2 separate regions of the Pan troglodytes genome follow, and region 2 is linked to region 1. The links are chromatin contacts, called in public Hi-C maps. All regions are on one chromosome and are shown on one strand. Each heading gives the region's core, a stretch centred on a gene start, on an enhancer-like site or on the middle of the called end of the contact. The rest is flanking DNA. Distances are from core to core; before and after follow the strand shown. Region 1 overlaps CRY2 (cryptochrome circadian regulator 2). Region 2 overlaps PHF21A (PHD finger protein 21A).

Region 1 (4,971 bases), core at 147-2,646:
GTTGGCTTCGCCACACTGCCTGCCCTCCTCAAACTTTCTGAACCTCAGCTTGTTTGCTTTCCAGATCAAATCCCTGTTCCTAGTTTTTTCTGCTGCCCATCAGACAGGTCTCTAGACTAGCTCTGTTCTCTCCCAGGAAGGAACTGAGAGTCCAGCTTCCCCCTCCTCCCCAAACACAGTGTTGAGCATAACAGATCCTCTCCCCACAGGAATGGGGAGTGACCCGCTTGACCTTTGAATATGACTCTGAACCCTTTGGGAAAGAACGGGATGCAGCCATCATGAAGATGGCCAAGGAGGCTGGTGTGGAAGTAGTGACGGAGAATTCTCATACCCTCTATGACCTGGACAGGTAAGAGATGGGGCCCAGGGATCAGGTTACCAATTGTGAGAGTTAGTAATTTGGGCCCCTGCTGAGCGGAACTCAGAGAGGTTCAGCATTAGGGCCACCTGACCCAGGAGGCATGGCATCTTCTAGAAGCTGGAGGAGAATAGGCCAGAGTCAGGACCTGTAGAACAGGTCACAAAGAGCTTTACCCCATTGAGGTGGCAGAGAGGCTTGTTAGGCCCAAGGCATGGAAGCAGTGAGGACCCACACTCAGGGTATTTACAAATCTGCTCCTAGTATGCCCGAGTCCCACCTGTGCCTCATACTCCCACTTCCATCCTGCTCAACAGCTGCCCTCTGACCTCAGTGGACCCTGTCTGTTACCCCTCCAACAGACCTCTGTTCACACAGGTCCAGTTTTTGTACCTAAGATGAGTTCCTAGGCTGGGCATGCTGGCTCATGCCTGTAATCCCAGCACTTTGAGAGGCCAAAGTGAGAGGATCGCATGAGTCCATGAGTTCAAGATCAGCCTGGGCAACATAGTGAGACCCCCGTCTCTACTAAAAATAAATATATTAGCCATGCATGGTGGGACATGCATGTAGTCCCAGTTACTGAAGAGGCTGAGGTTGGAGGATCACTTGAGCCCAGGGGCTTGAGGCTGCCATGAGCTGTGATCATGCCACGTCACTCCAGCCTGGGTGACAGAGCAAGATCCTGTGTCAAAAAAAAAAAAAAAGAGTTCCCAGGTTCTATGACTATCTGGGTTTCCAGGCCATGTTGCTTGGTGGCGGGGAGGGCTCTAAGAGATCCCTGCAGGGAGCTGCTAACTACAGAGGAGCCTCCTCCCCTGGTGACAGCCTCTGTGCTTTCAGAGATTCTAGGAGGAAATCCTCTCCTCCCCTTCCCTGCCATGCCAGAGCTGTCACCCTCCTGCTGCTGCTGCTGCTGCTGCTGTTGCTGCTGCTGCCAAGCCAGCAGCCGCCGCCGCTCCCCACCCCCACTTCCCAACCCAGTGCTGGCTGCCAAGAAGCCAGGTCACATAGCTGTGCACGTGAGCCGGGCCCTCAGGAGGAGAGGCTGGGTGTGGAGATCCTCCTCCTGCTGCGTGCCAGAGGAGGGGGAGGCATAGCAGAGGCAGCAGCCGACCATATATCTCCACTAACGTGGGGAGAGCAAACTGAGAAATGAACTCACCCAGCCAGATGGGCCTTGCGTAAGCTACTTCTTGGCCAAGAAGAGCCCCGGGAATGTGGCTCCATACCATCCCAATTCATCCTTATATAAACAGCCTCCGTTCTCTTCTTCGCCCTCTGATACTCCTTCCTTCTTGCATGAGTGCAGTTATGTTTTCCCTGGTCATGAAAAATACTTTGTAAACTACAAGACTCTCTTTAAGTATCAGTTGTGGCTATGAACTCTAGCTCCAGTCTCTGAATTTGGGAGGATAAGCTGTCTTCCACCTCTCTGTTCAATGTTCTAATAAATGGAGGCTAAGAAGGGGATGATTTTCCAAGAAAGGAACATGTCTGCTATTCCTTATGATGTTAGAGTTAAAAAAAAAAAAAAAAAAAAAAAAAAAAAACATGTCTTCGGCTCTTTTCAAAGAACTTTCTCCAGGGCTTACATGGGTGGTAGAGGCCTATGGGGATTCCCTTAGCTTGGACAGATAGGCCAAGTGCCAAGCAGGCTAGTAGGGATTTTTCTGTGATTAGAGATTTTGTCAGTCTCTGTCTTTAGGCGGCTCTGCGTCAACACCAGGGAGCCCGGAATTGAGTCCCAGCTCTGGCCCTGCCTTGCTCCATTACTGAGGCACCTGCTTCAGCTCTCTGGGCTTTATTTTCCCTCTCGGTAAAATGGAGATGCGGCCTCCCTTGCCCCCTCCTTTCCACTCAGGCATGGGACCTGTGAGTGGATGAGGAAAGCCACCCTCAAAGCCTTCAGAGTCTGGGTTCTTTTTTGGGTGGGCAGGGACCCACATCACAGGGCCATGTGGGTAACACTAGCTGTGCTTTGGGCTCCCCAGGATCATTGAGCTGAATGGGCAGAAGCCACCCCTTACATACAAGCGCTTTCAGGCCATCATCAGCCGCATGGAGCTGCCCAAGAAGCCAGTGGGCTCGGTGACCAGCCAGCAGATGGAGAGCTGCAGGGCCGAGATCCAGGAGAACCATGACGAGACCTACGGTGTGCCCTCCCTGGAGGAGCTGGGTGCGTACTTCCTGCCCAGAGCCGCTTGTGCTGGTGCCTGCTTTTGTGTAAAGAAATTCTTTGTGAAAGTAATGCATGTCATTATAGAAAGGTTAGAAAGCACAGGAAAACAAAAATGGAAATGGCAGTCACTATTACTCCACCACCCAGAGGTAACCACAATTAATTTTAAACTATGTCCTTCTAGTATTTGTTCTGTTCATACTCATACATGTAATCTTCTGTTTCTGGTTCTAGATCATGCCTCTATTTTTGTACTAACCTCTCGCAGACAATACAGGCACTGCCTGGTGCTGGTGTCCATGGGCTTCTCAGTAACAAGATAGCTAGTATTGCTTCTGTTGAAAGCAGGGAATCTGTCAGCCTCTCAGATTACTAACTACACTCTTTCACCCCTCCCTCTTTCTTACCTTTTTTTTTTCTTTTTGAGACGGAGTCTGGCTCTGTTGCCCAGTCTGGAGTGCAGTGGCACAGTCTTGGCTCACTGCAACCTCCACCTCCCGGGTTCAAGCATTTCTGCTGCCCCAGCCTCCTGAGTAGCTGGGACTACAGGCGCCTGCCATCACGCCCAGCCAATATTTGTATTTTTAGTAGAGACGGGGTTTCACCATGTTGGCCAGGCTGGTCTTGAACTGGTGACCTCAAGTGATCCACCCACATCGGCCTCCCAAAGTGCTGGGATTACAGACGTGAGCCACACCTCCAGTCTTTTGATCTGAACAAAGCTATTAGCCTTTTTCACCTGAAAACCACAGTTGTTGCCAGCTAATCTGAAAAGGCAGGAGGTCCGGGATTGTTGTCATCTACCTGGAGCGATAAGGGTGCAGGGGAAAGCAGAGAAAATAGTGACTATGGGAAGAGAACCAAGTTGACCTAGAAAACGCTAAAACTTTAAGGATTATCTAACCCCCAGTAGCACCGAGACACTGTGGTTTAATTCTCATAAAGTTCAAATAACAGAACAGCCGTGCCGGGCTATCACTGAAATGGTCAAACCTCCTGTCTTGTGACCTTTCCTTCTCTTCAGGGTTCCCCACTGAAGGACTTGGTCCAGCTGTCTGGCAGGGAGGAGAGACAGAAGCTCTGGCCCGCCTGGATAAGCACTTGGAACGGAAGGTATGGGCCGTTTCTGAGACACAGAGCTGCAGATACTGATATCCACACAGCAGGAGATACAGGTCATGTCCATGTCCTTTAGTCCCTCTTAGCTCACATTGTTTGGAAAATGAAAAATCCTCCTATCCTTCTGATGGCCATAACAACAGCAACACTAACAGCAACTACCATTTAGAGAGTACTTACCATGTGCTGGTCACTAGGCTCAGCATTTCTGGGTTAAGCACCTGCTGGCATTTCTTTTAATCTTTCCAACAGCCCTGCAAGGTAGGTACTAAGCTGTTCATTCTACAGATTACAAAATTGAGGCTTAGAGAGGTTAAGTAACCTGCCTGAGGTCACAAAGTTAGTAATTACAGGTTGAGTATCCCTTATCCAAAGTGCTTGGGACCAAAAGTGTTTCAGATTTTAGATTCTTGAATTAGGAATGCTCACCTTATAACACAGTAAGACCTTGTTCTATGTTATTCTAAAGCTATGTCGGATTGCTTTTCTTTGATCTGTGGGCAGGTTCCCCCTACTAAGAGGATATCTGGTTAGTAAAATCTATAAGATTATTTTGTGTTGATGTGTCTCCGCACCTTTTTGCTGGAACTCTTTCAGCGTGTTGATTTCCATATGCTTGGACACAGAGCAAATGGCCCACCTCCCAGTGCAGTGAGAACTGGGGAGGAAAGAAGCCCAGGCCTCAGAGGCACAGTGTCACAAAGTCCTCACTCCCCTGCAGCTAGAGGAGCAGAGAAAGTTCTCATGTCCGAGAACAGTCAGCTCCTAGTTTCCTGCCCCCTGCAGCTGGTTTATAAAATCTCAGCTTTTTCTATGCCTGCTAAGATGGCTAGGTATTTTGCCTAGCAGCCAGATGATGACGATAATAGAACAAGGAGGCCAAGGCAAATCTACTTGGGAAGAATGTTCTCCAGCCCTGGAGGTGTCCAGTCAACAGTGAAGGCCCACAGCCTCGATGTTTCTACCTGGTTGTTTCCTTCAGCCTGGGACGAAAGCAAGCCCCACAGACTTAAAGGATGAGACTAGCTATCTCTGTCCACATCAAAAGGTTCACCTAGAGATTCTTGGGCCCAGTTTAAAGACAAAGGTTGGGCCAAGGGGCAGAAGGGTGGAGATGACAAATGGGATTGCAGGAGTAGAATAAGGCTTAAACCTGTAAAGAGCTATCATCTATGGTTAGTTTTTATCAGCTGGAGAACATTTTGTAGAAGGATGTCCCTTAGGTCACCGACAGGAGCTCCTTTTCCACATACCCCCAGCGGGCGGGCCCCTTCTCTCAAGGGCCCTTACGCCATGGACACATTCAGAC
Region 2 (5,115 bases), core at 1,771-4,270, 130 kb after region 1:
CTCACACCTGTAATACAGCTGCAGTAAGCCACAAAAATATATAGTTAAAACCTTAAAATTATATATATATATACACACACACACACGTGCACGCGTGCACTTTTTCCTCTCCGCTCTGCTTTTAGAAAAAATAAGTAGAGAGGCAGTATTGTGCTGTAAAAATAATACACTAGGTCGAGAAACCTAGGTTCTGTCACTAAACAAGGTTTGTGACCTTTGGTCAGTTATTTACCCAATCTTGGTCTCAGCTTCTGCACTCAATCTCTAAATTATCTTCTATTAAAATTTTATGAATCTCTGAATGGCAAGAATACAACTTCCTGATGTATATCTTTACCTCTATAGCACTGCACAGAGAAAAATGCTCACAAAGATGATCCTGACACACCCAAAGAAGCTAAATCATTAAGGAACAGTTTCATTCAGGGGTTGAAATCTCACTCACGTGAACATGTAAACTGATGATTACATTTTGCAAGAACATGTAATAGGATGATTACCTATTGCCAGGCAAGTAATATTAATACAAGAGAATGAAGCAGGCCAGGTGTAAGATACTAGGCATGATAGGGACTGACATCAACTGGAGAGGCAGTGCCCTAATAACACTAATCAATGAACTGCTTTTAATATTGTGAGTCAAACAAAGTATCTTTGCTGATAGATAAAGCCCATGGGCCACCAGTTTTCAACTCTCAGACGGTAATTACACTCACTGAACTGTAACTACTAGGAAAGTGGAATTAGACATTACTTAGAAAATTTTTCGGCCCGGCACGGTGGCTCATGCCTGTAATCCTAGCACTTTGGGAGGCCGAGGCGGGCAGATCATGAGGTCAGGAGATCAAGACCATCCTGGCTAACATGGTGAAACCCCATCTATACTAAAAATACAAAAAAAAAAAAAATTAGCCAGGCATGGTGGCGGGCGCCTGTAGTCCCAGCTACTCGGGAGGCTGAGGCAGGAGAATGGCGTGAACCCAGGAGGCAGAGCTTGCAGTGAGCTGAGATCGCGCCACTGCACTCCAGCCTGAGCGCTGGGTGACAGAGCGAGACTCCATCTCAAAAAAGAAAATTTTTTGACATCACAAGGTGAACCAAAAATGATTTTAGATAACCAGAAAATTCAAATGGCCTTCTGACTAATCAAAATTTTATCATAATGGAAGAGCTGGGATGTGACTTTAGTGGGAAAATGCATAGACAAAAGTCAAGTTATGAATGAGTTCTGAGAATATGGTAAGATAAAATATCTGAAGACACAGGGAAACACACAACTATATACAAAATATAACAGTGGAAATGAAAATGGTAGTAATATGTTTCATAATGGTGCCTACTTTATCAAAACAGCTTAAAGTACCTTACATATAATTTAACCCCTGTCACATAAGACTGACACAAGGATAAACTGAAATCCGTTCCTCTACCACTGAACCGCAGCTACCTCAAGTGGTGGAGAAAGCAGTTGTTTAAAGAGCTGTAGAGTAGAGGTCAGAAAACTGAAAACTACCTTGCTGAAGCTATCTAGGGAATTACAGTAAGCAAAATGTAATAATCTCACTTGGAATCCAACCAGAACACTGAAACTAACATCTTTTACATTTAACTGGTTCTCATTTCTGAGTACTCTGATTTTTCAAAATCATTTAATTTACATGATTAAGAAAAAACAATTCATGTTATAAACATACGACTATTTAATAATTTTTCAAGAATCTTACTTTCTGAGTAGACCCTAAATGAAAAATGATGGTACTATTTTCCACAAATATTTCCCTAATGATGTGATTTTTCTGTGTGCTTGTGTGTGTAAGTAATCACATATTTACACAGCACTTTACGACTGTAAATTTTGAAACCCTCTTATCAAATAAGACTCTCAGAACTGTGCAGGGCTAATTATGTTAACTGTCATTGATTCAGATGGGGAGAGTGAGGCACATGGTGATGGGTGACCAATCAAAAGTTACACAGTTCTGTGATAGTAAAACTGGGACTAGAATATGGAATCCCTACCCTCTGGAAAACTAGTTTGAATGAAGCTCTGTTCACTAACAAAAAGCTGGAGCTCATTTTTCTGAGCCAACTTTTCTGGGGCTGACAGGAGGTTGGGTGGCATCCAAGCAGACTGACTGAATGCAGAGTACACTAGTATGGGGAGCTGGGCCAACAGGGAGAGATGTCCCTTTCTGGTCATATTCTCTAGATACAGTCAACTGCCAGGAAACAGAGTCAGGCTGTTGAGATCCAAGGAAGTAGAGTAACCTATACAATAAACTGAAAGGGCCAAGCAGGAGAGGAGCCAGTGGATGCAGTGATGCTGGGAAACGGGACGGTCAGAGATGAGGCTCGGGCAGCTGGCGAGATAGCTCTGGAGCCTGTTACACCGACAGTGCCTATCTGAGATGAATTTCCTAGAAACTGCTCTAAGTACTTGGAAAGGCTGGGAACGTTCCTAAAGGGACTGGGCAGGGCTAGATAACTTGCTTCAAAGTGCCAGGGAGACTGTACTTCTGTCATCCAAGACAGTCTCTTTGGCAGGGCAGCTGAGCAGGGATAAATGCTGGAGCCAACCCAACAAGAATGATATACTTCCTCGTCTACATAGTATGATGGACAATTTTAAGATTCTGTTGCTAACCTTACAGCCTCAAGCCAAAAACTTCAATTCTGGAATAATGACTTCAATTTTAAAAATGGAATGGACACTGGCAACATTTAGACTGGGTAAAGTGTTGGGCTCTGGTGGGTTTTTAAAGTAAATCATAGCAAACTTTACTTACCATCCACTAAAGCTGGATTTAAAAATTTGATTCACTAACAGATTTATCTTACTGCCATAAAAATTATGTAGCTATTTGTCTTTTGAAATAGAGCTCAGATAATCAAAACCCATATGCAAACGGGCTGCGGAAATACCATTACAAACCACACAGAGAGGTTTTAAAACCAGCCTCCCTGCTTTCAGAGCTGCTACTAGGAATCCTGGCTGCCCCTCCTCCACGTATCAGGCAAGACCAGGGCTCAGTCAGTAAGACTGCTGTGTAAGTGACGCAGCCATCACTTCTGCTTAGTCTCCACAGGCCTAATGTATGTGATGCTGAATTTACTTATCTCAGTAGGCAGCACAGCCTCACCAAGAGTGGTTATGTTTTAGGCTTTGTAAGAACAAGATGTCAGGGGTTTTGCTGTTGCATCATTCTGCAACACCTTATTTCAACTCTGTGCTGAGCTGGCAAAAGCTCTAAATCAACCCGGCTCTGCAACCCAGCTCGCTTAGCTTACCCTTCAGATGTTCCAGTAGTAGGACGACTTTGCAATATTCACTGGCAACGTGACACACTAGTAACAGTTTGTCTAGTCATCACACGCTTTGAATGTCTCCCTGGTATTTCTCTGTCCTTGTCCCTCTGTGCTGCATTTTCCTTACTAAATATTTCTGATAATATTTTCAACCAAAGGACATAAGAATCTAACTCCATCTTGAGCCCACAGAAATGTGTATAATCTCTGTGCTATATGCAGACCTGGGAGAAAGACCTAATTGTCAGACTGTACCTAAGCGTCCTAGAGTCTACTCTGCTTAGATGTTGAGAATGAGAAGAGACAATTATTTCCATCCCCTTTATAAGAATACAGCTGATTTCAGGTTGGCTGCTAAGGCAAGTGTGATAGGCTTGCTTGGAGAAAGCATGGATATTTGTTGTCTGATGGGATACAGTGGAACGAACCCACTCATCAGCAGGCTATCCACTTTTGCCACTAATCATAGGGGAGAAAGCACTTTTAGGAAAAGAAAATGGAACAAATTGAGTGGAAAAGAAGTGACACAAACGTGCAATGTTTAACAAGCAGCTGCTCTTGGTGGCTGAAGGTGCTCCTGTCCTAACAGAGACTCCCCTAACAGGAAGGAATCATTCTTACACAGGGGTGCATACCTATACTTCACAGCATGTTTGTTTGTGTGACAGTTATACTGTCATAATTTTAGATGGTTAAACCTCTACTCCAGGGTTTATAAAAGATCAGAGCACTTGTCACTCTTGGTGCAGGTAGAGTGAGATAGAGTGGTTGAGCAGTTCATTTTTCTTTATAATTACACTCCATTAACCTTCCACATGAGAGCTCCCCTGTGCTTTCATACCAGCAGCACCAACTGGCTGCATTTGATAAGGCTCTACAGAGTCTGCAAGACCAGCACATGTAACAAAAGGAAGACTTTAATACTGCAGACTTAAGCAGAAGCTGAACGCAGCTCTGTTACTTATTGGCACACATATTCAGCTCAATTATACATGTGTAGACAAAAACAAACCAAAAACATAAAGCTGGAAACCAGTAAACAAATGATGGGAGCTTATTTAAATCAAAAGTGATTCAAAAACCTTCTGGTAATCTTCATAATATTCAAACCCCAAATTCATTATTATTTTCAGTGTATGGCTTTTTTAAAAAAATAATTTTTATTTATTTATTTAGACACAGGGTCTCCACTGTCACCCAGGCTGGAGTGCAGTGGTGTGATCATAGCTCATTATAACCTCAAACTCCCCGGCTCAAGTGATCCTCCCACCTCAGCCTCCCAAGTAGCTAGAGCTACAGGCATACACCACCAAATCCAGCCAATTTTTAAGTTTTCTGTAGAGATGAGGTCTCACTGAATTGCCCAGGCTGGTCAGAAACCCCCAGCTTCAAGTCACCCTCCTGGCTCGGCCTTCCAAAGTGAGCCACCATGCCTAGCCATTATTGTTTTTCTAACCTTTGATAATGTGGCATCCTATTAAAAACATAGGATCTAGTACTCAAGGTACTAAAGCTTACAGGTTGACACATTATAGAGTGATCTATATTACAATTAGATCACATTGGTGTCTACAAGCTACATGTGGTATTTACTTGCTAAAGCATTTCTCTTTATGTATTGCTCAGTAACTCACTTAAAAAATACGCTGGTTAAGAACTAGCACTAAGTCTGTCCCTATCATCCTTGACAGTGGCCACAGAAATGATTTCCCTTTTTGAGAGACAGAGAGAGAGAGAGAAACGTATTCCATTAATAATGCATTCTCCTGGAGTTTTTAATGCAGTGCCAGGAATGCTACTTTCCATACG

The links. Hi-C and Micro-C count contacts between places; a contact is called where the count stands out from the background.
Region 2: a Hi-C map of stem cell-derived neural progenitor cells shows a contact between it and region 1, with 1.7 times the contacts expected there. The contact joins two enhancer-like sites. A contact is called at or near these places in 2 of 7 Hi-C or Micro-C datasets (blood and stem cell-derived neural progenitor cells).

Annotation. Positions count from the first base shown.
Region 1 is chr9:49,867,950-49,872,920 of NHGRI_mPanTro3-v2.0_pri, forward strand. It overlaps CRY2 (cryptochrome circadian regulator 2), which reads left to right. Exons shown (of 12, transcript XM_016920726.3): 3 at 210-352; 4 at 2,356-2,540; 5 at 3,568-3,656. Among named protein-coding and RNA genes, the nearest start is that of CRY2, 14 kb to the left of the region's middle. Within about 2 kb of position 1,397, at least 19 of the 24 cell types and tissues checked have an H3K27ac peak or open chromatin away from gene starts, as enhancers often do. A contact at or near this core is called in stem cell-derived neural progenitor cells, where this site is marked.
Region 2 is chr9:49,998,126-50,003,240 of NHGRI_mPanTro3-v2.0_pri, forward strand. All of the region lies in intron 5 of PHF21A (PHD finger protein 21A), which reads right to left. Among named protein-coding and RNA genes, the nearest start is that of LARGE2, 69 kb to the left of the region's middle. Within about 2 kb of position 3,021, at least 13 of the 24 cell types and tissues checked have an H3K27ac peak or open chromatin away from gene starts, as enhancers often do. A contact at or near this core is called in stem cell-derived neural progenitor cells, where this site is marked.